Regions from separate parts of the Pan troglodytes genome. Here region 2 is linked to region 1. The links are chromatin contacts, called in public Hi-C maps. All regions are on one chromosome and are shown on one strand. Each heading gives the region's core, a stretch centred on a gene start, on an enhancer-like site or on the middle of the called end of the contact. The rest is flanking DNA. Distances are from core to core; before and after follow the strand shown.

The links. Hi-C and Micro-C count contacts between places; a contact is called where the count stands out from the background.
Region 2: a contact with region 1 is called in a Hi-C map of stem cell-derived neural progenitor cells, with 4 times the contacts expected there. The contact joins the promoter of GCNT4 here to the promoter of HMGCR in region 1. A contact is called at or near these places in 3 of 7 Hi-C or Micro-C datasets (induced pluripotent stem cells and stem cell-derived neural progenitor cells) and 1 of 1 datasets of contacts at active chromatin or transcription factors (stem cell-derived excitatory neurons).

The regions. Positions count from the first base shown.
Region 1 is chr4:40,697,244-40,701,777 of NHGRI_mPanTro3-v2.0_pri, reverse strand. HMGCR (3-hydroxy-3-methylglutaryl-CoA reductase) reads left to right here and starts at 1,966. Exons shown (of 20, transcript XM_016953130.4): 1 at 1,966-2,108.
Region 2 is chr4:40,991,393-40,995,926 of NHGRI_mPanTro3-v2.0_pri, reverse strand. GCNT4 (glucosaminyl (N-acetyl) transferase 4) reads right to left here and starts at 2,767. Exons shown (of 2, transcript XM_009449015.5): 1 at 2,099-2,767.

The DNA.
Region 1 (4,534 bases), core at 717-3,216:
TAAGTGCTATAAAGATTCTTTTGAAATACCTTTTGGGAAGGATATAGAATTTATTTTAAGAGCATAAAACTAGACAACTGGTGTTTCTTTATTGCTTGCTTTGGAACTCATATTCCTATTGGAGTTCTCAATTAGGCAGTTTGCGAATGAAAATTTCTAAATCTTGGGCTAAAGCCTGTTTTGGTAACAACTTTATAGTCCTTATTTGAATTACATTAGTAGGCATGTGTACAACCTGTAACTTCTGAGATATTTGGTCCTTGAGACTTCTAGCGGCATTAAAAATATGACAGGTTCTAGGCTCTCGGTACTTACACACTTTTCTCTCTTTTTTTTTTTTTTTTTTTTTTTTGACAAGGCTGCTAAGAGAACACTGCAATCTTTGGGTAGTTCACCCGTTTTCTTTTCTGTGCAAGGTTCATAAAGGCAGGCACTATATCTGTCATGTTTGTCACTATATCTCCCATGCCAACCACAGTGTGTACTTCACATAATGAGCATTTCAAAGGCAACATTTGGTAAAGAGATATGAATGAAGGTCTTACACTGAAGCAGTGGGGAACAGTAGAACCAGCCTAAGCATTAGATCTGGGTTCAAATTCCAGTTTTGCTCATTATCTATGTGATCTACAGCAAGTTGCTTGACAAACTTTAGTTTTTACTTTTTTGTAAAATGGGAATAATACCTATTATATAAGGATTATAAGAATCTATAATCATTTATTAAAACTAAGGAGTGTTTAGTGTTTTCTTCGTAATGTGTTTCAAAATATGGGCTTTAAAAATTGAGTGAAATACAATTCCTGTCCTTAATAAATTTCCATATACGATAGTAAGACAAATAAAAAAATATTACGGAAATTTTATGGGTTTTCAAGGTCGGGAGTGATGACGTGTTTGAGGGAATTAGGAAAGGAGGTGGTATATGAAAAAGTCCTTAAGGGATATTTAGGATCTCAGCAGTTAAAATGGGTAGGCATATCCAAGGTAAACAAAGAGAACATAAGCAGGGAGGTAAAAAGGTACTGAGTGTGACTGAAGAAGGGCCAGTTACTCCTGGCTGAACTGTAAGGTTCGCACAGGAAAGTAGAGATACGTCAGAAATGTGTGGTGGGGCCATATTAGTGGTGACAGGTTCTTTCTTTAATCCAGTAGACAATGAGAAACGCTGATTTGGGTCTATGGCATAATAGGAAGTAGTATGCCACATACTGCATGTGGGAGTTGTGCAGGACAGATTGGAAAGTGCATGCGTGTAAGACTGGGAAGACCAGTTAGGAGAGGCTATTGCACTGTTTTAAGTAAGACATAATAAAGCCCTGCACCAGGCGGAGAGCAGAAGGAACGCACAGAAGACGCAGGAGAGGCACATTTCAGAGAGAATCCAGTATGCAATGGATGTCGCACACAAGAGAGAGAGACGCAGGTGACCGGAGCCATTTACACTAATGGGTAAATCTCGGGAAAGCGCTGGTTTCGGCTACCGGCCAGTTACAGGTTTGAGGTGCCCGTCGCCGCCACCTTCCCTTTTTTATATTCCTCTTTTTCTCATGGCCGCCTCCACTTCCCTCCATCTCTCCCGCGCTAGTAACTGAGCTTTCAGTCATCGACCTGACCCTGCGTTTTCCCTCACGCTCCGATTTTGCTTCCTATCACTGCCTCCTACTGTACTCTCACAGCCAGGACGAGCACGGGTCAGGAACTGAGGCTGTGGGACACTCCACCCGCCTGGTCCCCTATCGCCTCCGCCTAGGCAGCTGCCATGCGTGCGCCCCCACAGCTCTAGGACCAATAGGCAGGCCCTAGTGCTGGGACTCGAACGGCTATTGGTTGGCCGAGCCGTGGTGAGAGATGGTGCGGTGCCTGTTCTTGGCCCTGCAGAGAGCTGTGGGCGGTTGTTAAGGCGACCGTTCGTGACGTAGCGCCGTCAGGCCGAGCAGCCCCCAGGCGATTGGCTAGACAATCGAACGATCCTCTCTTATTGGTCGAAGGCTCGTCCAGCTCCGAGCGTGCGTAAGGTGAGGGTTCCTTCCGCTCCGCGACTGCGTTAACTGGAGACAGGCTGAGCGCCGGCGCCGGGGTTCGGTGGTCTCTAGTGAGATCTGGAGGTGAGGCGGGCGGTGGCCGAGAAGAGGGGCCGGGGCGGCGGGGAGCGGGGCGGAGATGGGTGGGAGCGGGGTTTGGGCTGTGTTAGTGGCAATTCTGGAGCTTCCCTCGGCCCTGGGAAGTGGCTACCGGCAGCTCCTGCGGACCTGGAGGGGGCTGCGGTTGCGCGTTGTCGGTGTGGCATCCCGGACCCGCGGGGACTGCAAGGAATGTCCTTGAGGCCCGGCAGGCCGAGCGGCGGCCGGCATCAGTGCTGGAGTAACCCGGGGTCCCGGGGTGGGCTTGAGAGGCGGGCGGCGGTCTGGCCTCTTCGTGACTGCGGTCATCATCGGTGGACCCGCGGGGCGTAGCTGCGTTCATCGGCCCTGTTCAGTCAGAGTAGGCAGTGCTGGCTGCACGGTCACGATAATCGGGGCGGAAAGGGTGTCAGGCAGGGTGACCTCGGAGGCCCCTGGATTCGAGAAATGCTAGGGGTCTATGGGGCTGTCGGGCCGGCAGCTCGCAGGGCAGACGGGAGAAGCGCCTGCATCCCGGGATCCGGGCATTCACGCCCAGGAACTGCTGTTCGTTAGCACCTTTCTTTTAGGTGACGGGAAGGATCTCTGTAAATGCTGCTGACTAACTTAGAACCATGAAAGAACCGTGGATTGGTGTAGATGTGTCTGGTTATTTACAGGAGAACGGCTTGAGAGGATGCGGAGCCCAACGTGGGGATTGGCACGATGACTCAAAAGATTCTTCTCCCTTTTTTTTTTTTTTTTTTTTTTTTTTGGTAAGGGGCGTAGTCTCCTTGGTGCTGATATTCTTTTAGGAAAAATGTACCTTGGAGATACTAATATAGAACAGTTAATTTCTGCAGTTGGGGGAGATCGATGTACTCCATTCTTAAGTAGTCGTTTGAAATATTTCAGGATTTGAGGATATTCCTTCTTAGACATGGTCCTGCAGAGTCGTAGGAAGCATTTGTTTCTGGGCTATACTAAATGTGCATGATTTCGGCGTCCCACAAGGTAGAGAATGTACTTTTTGTTTACTTATGAATTTATTTTCCTCTCCATGCAGTGAAAGGCATTTTGCAATTTAGAGATAATCTAGCAAAGACCTGGACAGTACTTTGGAGATAGGCTGGATTTTGCAGGCCTGCTTTGTTGTAGTGTTCTTCCAGAACTTATGGTAAACTTGGTGGCCAAAACAAATGGGAATTAGTAACATGAAGGTTAAACAAAATTGCACATAGGTTACAGCATTAACATGAAAATTGTCGGGTATGTGGGATAACCATTTCAAGATAAGAGTGTGAGTATGCGTGCATGCACACACTCTTTGTATTCCTTTATGGTCTAGTTTCTAGACTATAGATAGCCACATTATGGAATTACATGGTCTACTTAGGTTGACCCATGTGAAATTGCCAGTATTTAAAATTCAACTAACCTACAAAAATAGCGGTTTCATATGATTCCATTTAACACTTAATCTTTGTCAGAGAACTTTGGAGCTCTAGCTTCATAAGTGAATGAAGAGAATAGATATGACTTAAAAAACAACATGTAATAGAATGTGAGCTAATTGGGTATAGAATCCAGATTTCCTGATTGCCAGTGCAAGATTCGTTTTTTTTTTTTTTTTTTTCCTTCTTTCTGGAATACCCGCTTGAGCAGCAGAATGCTAGATCTTGTTGGGATTGAAAATGACTGCCATATAAGACGCAGTTCTTGGCTTCAAAGAGACAAAATGTACACATTTATTAATTTGAGAACACTGTGAGATAGTTTATAATCAAATACTGGAATGTGTAATGCAGGCGGAGTGCTGAGTAGGAGGAAGTAAGATGCCAAAACATCCTTTTCTGCAGTTGGCCATGGTAGGTGGTTTCTGTAGCAGATTGGATTGACATTTAAGAATTATCCATTCTTTTAAAGAATCTGTAAAATGTTTGCAGCATACTTTTTAGTCTGAATAAGTAAGGCATACCTTGCCTATTTGTTTCTTTAAGTAAAATTAATTTTTATTGCAGCATTGCATAAATACTGTCAACTTAATTTGCAGGAGCTATCCTGTAGCCTGCTTGTGACATTTGCAACTGCTGATGAAGGTGGACGATTGAATTCTATGGCATGTAAATGCTTTGCATAATCACAGGGCAACGGGGAGGATGTTCCTGAGAAATGAGATTGTTTATAATTATGGTTACTTTTGACACACCCTCATAAGATTGCTCAGTTTGTTTCCAAATAGGTGGAGTTCTCTGTGTTTAGGGGCGGCTGACAGAATCACGTGTAATTTTTTTCCTTGAATATTGCAAAGATGACTTTACACCTAGGGAAAAAAGTCCCAGAATTACAATATCACCATAAAATCTTTTGAGGGAAAACATAATGTGTCTAATATATAATTATGGGTTTATGATGTTAAACCAATTTGTTCA
Region 2 (4,534 bases), core at 1,518-4,017, 290 kb before region 1:
CCATAGAAAATTCAGCGGCCACACAGTTCCTTGGCTATTGTTTCTCTCCTGATACCAGAAAGAGAGAAATCAACAACACATCTTAATTGGTCATTTCTCACACAAAATTGGATCCTTAGAAAGTGCAACATAGGATATGCTCTCTATAATGATTCACTTTTTCACTTTTAAAGATTTTACTTCCTTAAGAGACTATCAACAAAACCTGTCAGAATGAACTGTTAGTTTCTAGAATGTTTTAGGCTTATTGATGCTTTAATAGGGACATGTTTTATGAATGCAAGATCAAAAAGGGCGACTTCTGTCTACTCACATGAGACAATTAAACGCATTATATTAGCCCCAACTCTGTTAATCTTCTGGTTTGTTGTTCTTCCATTTTTAAAGACAAAAAAAAAAAAAAAAAGAAAAAGGAAAAAAAAAATGAATTTAAAAAGTGCCCCAAGGCCAATATCGCCTCTCTGCCTGCCCAACAAGGGGACAGTACACTGTTTCCCAGACTACGTGACTCGGAAAACTTCCCCGTCAGGGAAAGCTGAGTCTTTAAATTTACAAAACACCCACTCGCCCCGTTTACCTAGCACCGTTTCCTACGTGAAGACTGCAAATGGACTCGAGCGTCCCGTTTCTCGGCTCGGATCCCAGAAGCTCCCGACCCGCTGTGGTAGGCACCGCCACCTCGCAGGGAGACGATCCCGGCCCGCTCTGCGGCACAAAAAACTTGACCTTAAAAAGCCCAGAAACTGGTCTCTGGGAAGGGCGCGGCCTGGGAGGCGCGGCCCGCAGCTTCCGCCCCCAAAGAACAACTCGGAGGCCCCCTCCAGCCCCGGTTGCCTTGGCGCAGAAGCCGCGGTAGCAGTCCTTTCAGGCGCCCCGCGTCCCTGTCCCGAAGCCCAGGGGCGGGGGCTCGGGCAGCATCGCTTGTCCCCTCTGGTCCAGGGCTGCGGAGAAGCGGCAAGCGGCTCCGAAAGGCAAGCGTCACGAAGCCGGGCTCAGTAGCTCCCCCGGGTCCCCTGCGCCCCGCAGCGGCGCGGGCCAGGCTGGGCGGCGCTAGGCTCTGAAGGGCCAGGACGGCGGGATGCCCCTGCTCCCGGCAAGGGCGCGCCCACGAGCCGCTTCTTGGCACTTGGGGAGAGTCCCGGGAAAGCCCGGCGCCGGCGCGCTCGCGACTCCAGCCTGGCGGCTCCACTCCGCCCGCGAGCCCAGGAAGCCGGCGCCGCGGCCCGCGCCCGTTATCCAGGACACGCTCCGCGCCCGCCGCCCGCCGCCCTTTCCCCCCGCTGGCCTCGGGGAACTTCCCCGCGTCTGGCCGCAGGCGGCGGCTGCCGCGGGGAGCCCCGAAGTTGCGGCGTCTGCTAGGCGCGCGCCGGGGTCGCCCACCCAGCCCGTGACGCTGTGTCCGCCCGCCGCGCGCTCTGGTGGCCCCGGGGCTCCTGCAGGCGCGGAGAGAGGCCGGGGTTCAGCCCGATTCCCCGCGCAGCTCCGAGAGGGCGCCCCCGCCTGCCGCCTGGAGATGGACGCGGCGCCGAAGTTTTCCCCGGCGGGAAAACGAAAGTCGTGAGGAGCAGAGGGTCGGGGCGTCCCGGCGGAGACGAGGCTGAGACCGGGTTAACATCTCCAGCCCCGGGCGACCCTCGCTCCCCCGCGTGGCCAAGTCGACTTACGAGAGGGAGCGGGCCAGCCCCGAACGCGGGGTCCGTGCGGCTGCGGAGGCCGCCCCGGCGGGGGCCGAGGGTTGCGCTCTGGGTTCCCAGGCTCTCCGCGGCGGCTCGCTCTCGCCGCGCTCCTCCGTCGCCCTGTTGGGGAGCCGCTCTCGCCCGGCCCGGGGTGGGAGAGCGCTGAGCGGCCCCCGTGACGTGCGGCGAAAGTAGGAGCGCCTCCGTGCTCCCGCAGAGGGAACTCCCTGCCCTGCGCTCCCAGTCCCCGGGCCGCGCTTCGGACAAAGTTCTCAGGCGCGCGCGGTGATCTCGGCTCTCCGCCGCTGCCCAGAGCGTCATCCACGTTCGGTTCCCTCCCACATTAGACAAGAAATCTGAGGTGAGGAGAGCTAAGTAACTTGCCCAAAGTCGCTCACAAGGCAGTGACAAAGCAAACTCACATCCGCGGCTCCTTTTTTCTCCTTGAACGCCGGGCTCTGCGGAGGCTCAGGCCCTGCAGGAATCGCCCAACCAGACAGAAGGCAGCTCGCTCTCATGGGTGAGACGAGGAGTGTCCCACGCAGCCGCGAGAAATATTATCAGCAGCGTGGGAAGGTGGAGCTTTTTGCCGAATAACTAGAGTGCAAAGTTGTTTTTCAAACAGTGCCTACATGCCAAATTGGCTTGCTTTTTATCCTCAAGCGGGAGTGAGGGTGGCGGCTGTGCGGACGCCAATCGGGATCACCAAATAAGTGCACTGGAAAGAAAGCACACAGCTACTTAACCAATTGGCCGACATCAAGGACTTGGCCTTCCGAGCGGGTTCTTGTGAATATGCTAACTTGTAAAGCGGGCGCACCACGCTGTGCTTGCTATTCACGCACTTCCAGGAGTCTCCCGCGAGGCTCCACGTCCTTTCGGGGCCGGGGGCTCCCAGGGCTTGCCTTTCAGGGCAGGGAGTGGCACCAGACAAGTCAATCCCAGTCGGTTTGTTCCTTTATCCCTTGCGTCAATCAGTGTTGACTGAGGGCCTGCAATGTGCATGGCTGTTGGGTGGAGAGCTGGGTAGGACCTAGGACCTAGGACCCAGTGAATCTCAAAGAGGGAGGGTCACATGGGTCCCCATATGCTTCACTCCCAGAATCTGGAATCTGCCCAAAGCAGTAGAGAGACTTTAAGTCTACCCCAGCCCCCACGCCTTTTTAAAAACTCCCTGTGTTCAGAGAGCAAGTGTTTTAATATTCGTTTTACAGACGTACTTTCAAGCAAATGGCCAGCTTTGCCTTCATTTTCTCCCCATGGGACCGCCTCTTTCTGGAATAATAATTTACACTTCCTGGGTCTCCCTCATTTGCACATGATGATGGCGATAGTCATGATGGTAAAAACAATTAAGGCTTCTATTATCCACCCTGGGCACTGTTCTAAGCAATTTATGCGGATTAACTCTTTCAATCCTCACAACTTTATGAGGGAGGTGCTATTTTAATTCTGGTTTTACAGATGCTGAGAGGGAGGCAGGTGAGGTGAAATAACTTGCCAGTAAGTGGGTGGTCCGAATGGTGTCCATGCTCTTAACCACGGAGGTCTCCAAGACTGGAATTTAAAGGGACCACTAGCCATCATTAACCACAGCTTACACATCTCAAACAAGCCATGCTAGGAAATACATGCACTTCCTCCTAAAGAGGTCAATTTTATTATTTTGCGTATATCATGTCATAAAGTGGATATCCATTCACTCACTTGCTCCTCTATTTCCAACTTCCAAATCAACTATTTTGTCCTAAAGCAAACTATTTCTTAAAAACCTATTCATCATAAAGTTTCCAATTTTTGTTTTGGATTGTTTTATTCTCAGACCATACCCAGCTGTTTCCCTCTCCTTTCTACTCACTGCCTTAAGTTACGCTCTTTTTTTTTTTTTTTTTTTTTTGTGAGACGGAGTCTTGCTCTGTCTCCCAGGCTGGAGTAAGGTGGTGCACTCTCGGCTCACTGCAACCTCCGCTCCTGGGTTCAAGCGATTCTCCTGCCTGAACCTCCTGAGTAGCTGGGACTACAGGCGCACACCAGCACGCCCAGCTCATTTTTGTACTTTTGGTGGAGACGGGTTTCACCATATTGGCCAGCCTGGTCTCAAACTCCTGACCTGGTGATCTGCCTGCCTCGCTTCCCAAAGAGCTGGGATTACAGATGTGAGCCACTGCGCTTGGCCGGGTTACTCTCTTTCATCCCTTAAAAACTTGTTGTAACCGGCCCTGCAGGTCTTCTGACAGTGGGTTGCCCAAAGATGGTAGTGGCCCCAGAATGGTCTCTGCCACATTGTAAGCTTGCTCATTGTGCTCAGCATTCCTGTGTTATTCTCCCTAGGACTGCCTAACAAATACCACTGACTGCACAACTTAAAACAACAGAAATGTATTTCCTCATAGCTCTGGAGGCTGGAAGCCTGAAATCAATGTGTTAGCAAGGCTGGGATCCCGCTGTGCCCCCTCCTAGCTTCTGGTGATTGCTGATAATTCCTGGCATTCCTTGGCTTGCAGCTGTATCACTCCAGTCTCTGGCCTTTTCCTGTGTGTCCTCTGCAAACACATTTCCCTCTTCTTTAAGGATACTGGTCATTGGACATAGGGCCCACCCTAATCTAGTATGACCTCAGTTTAACTTGATTACTTGGCAAAAACCCTATTTCCAAATAAGGTCACTTTCACAGGTTCCACGTGGACATGAATTTTCAGAGAATGCTGTTTAACCTGGTGCAGTCTCCAAAAGTCATTGTTAATAAAAACATATTGCCTGAGCTAAGGATGCAAAGAGGTGTAAGTCACAGCCCCTGCCCTCCAAGAAACTCTAGTTACAGAGGTAGTCCTTGCACTGAGAACATAAAGACAGGCGTC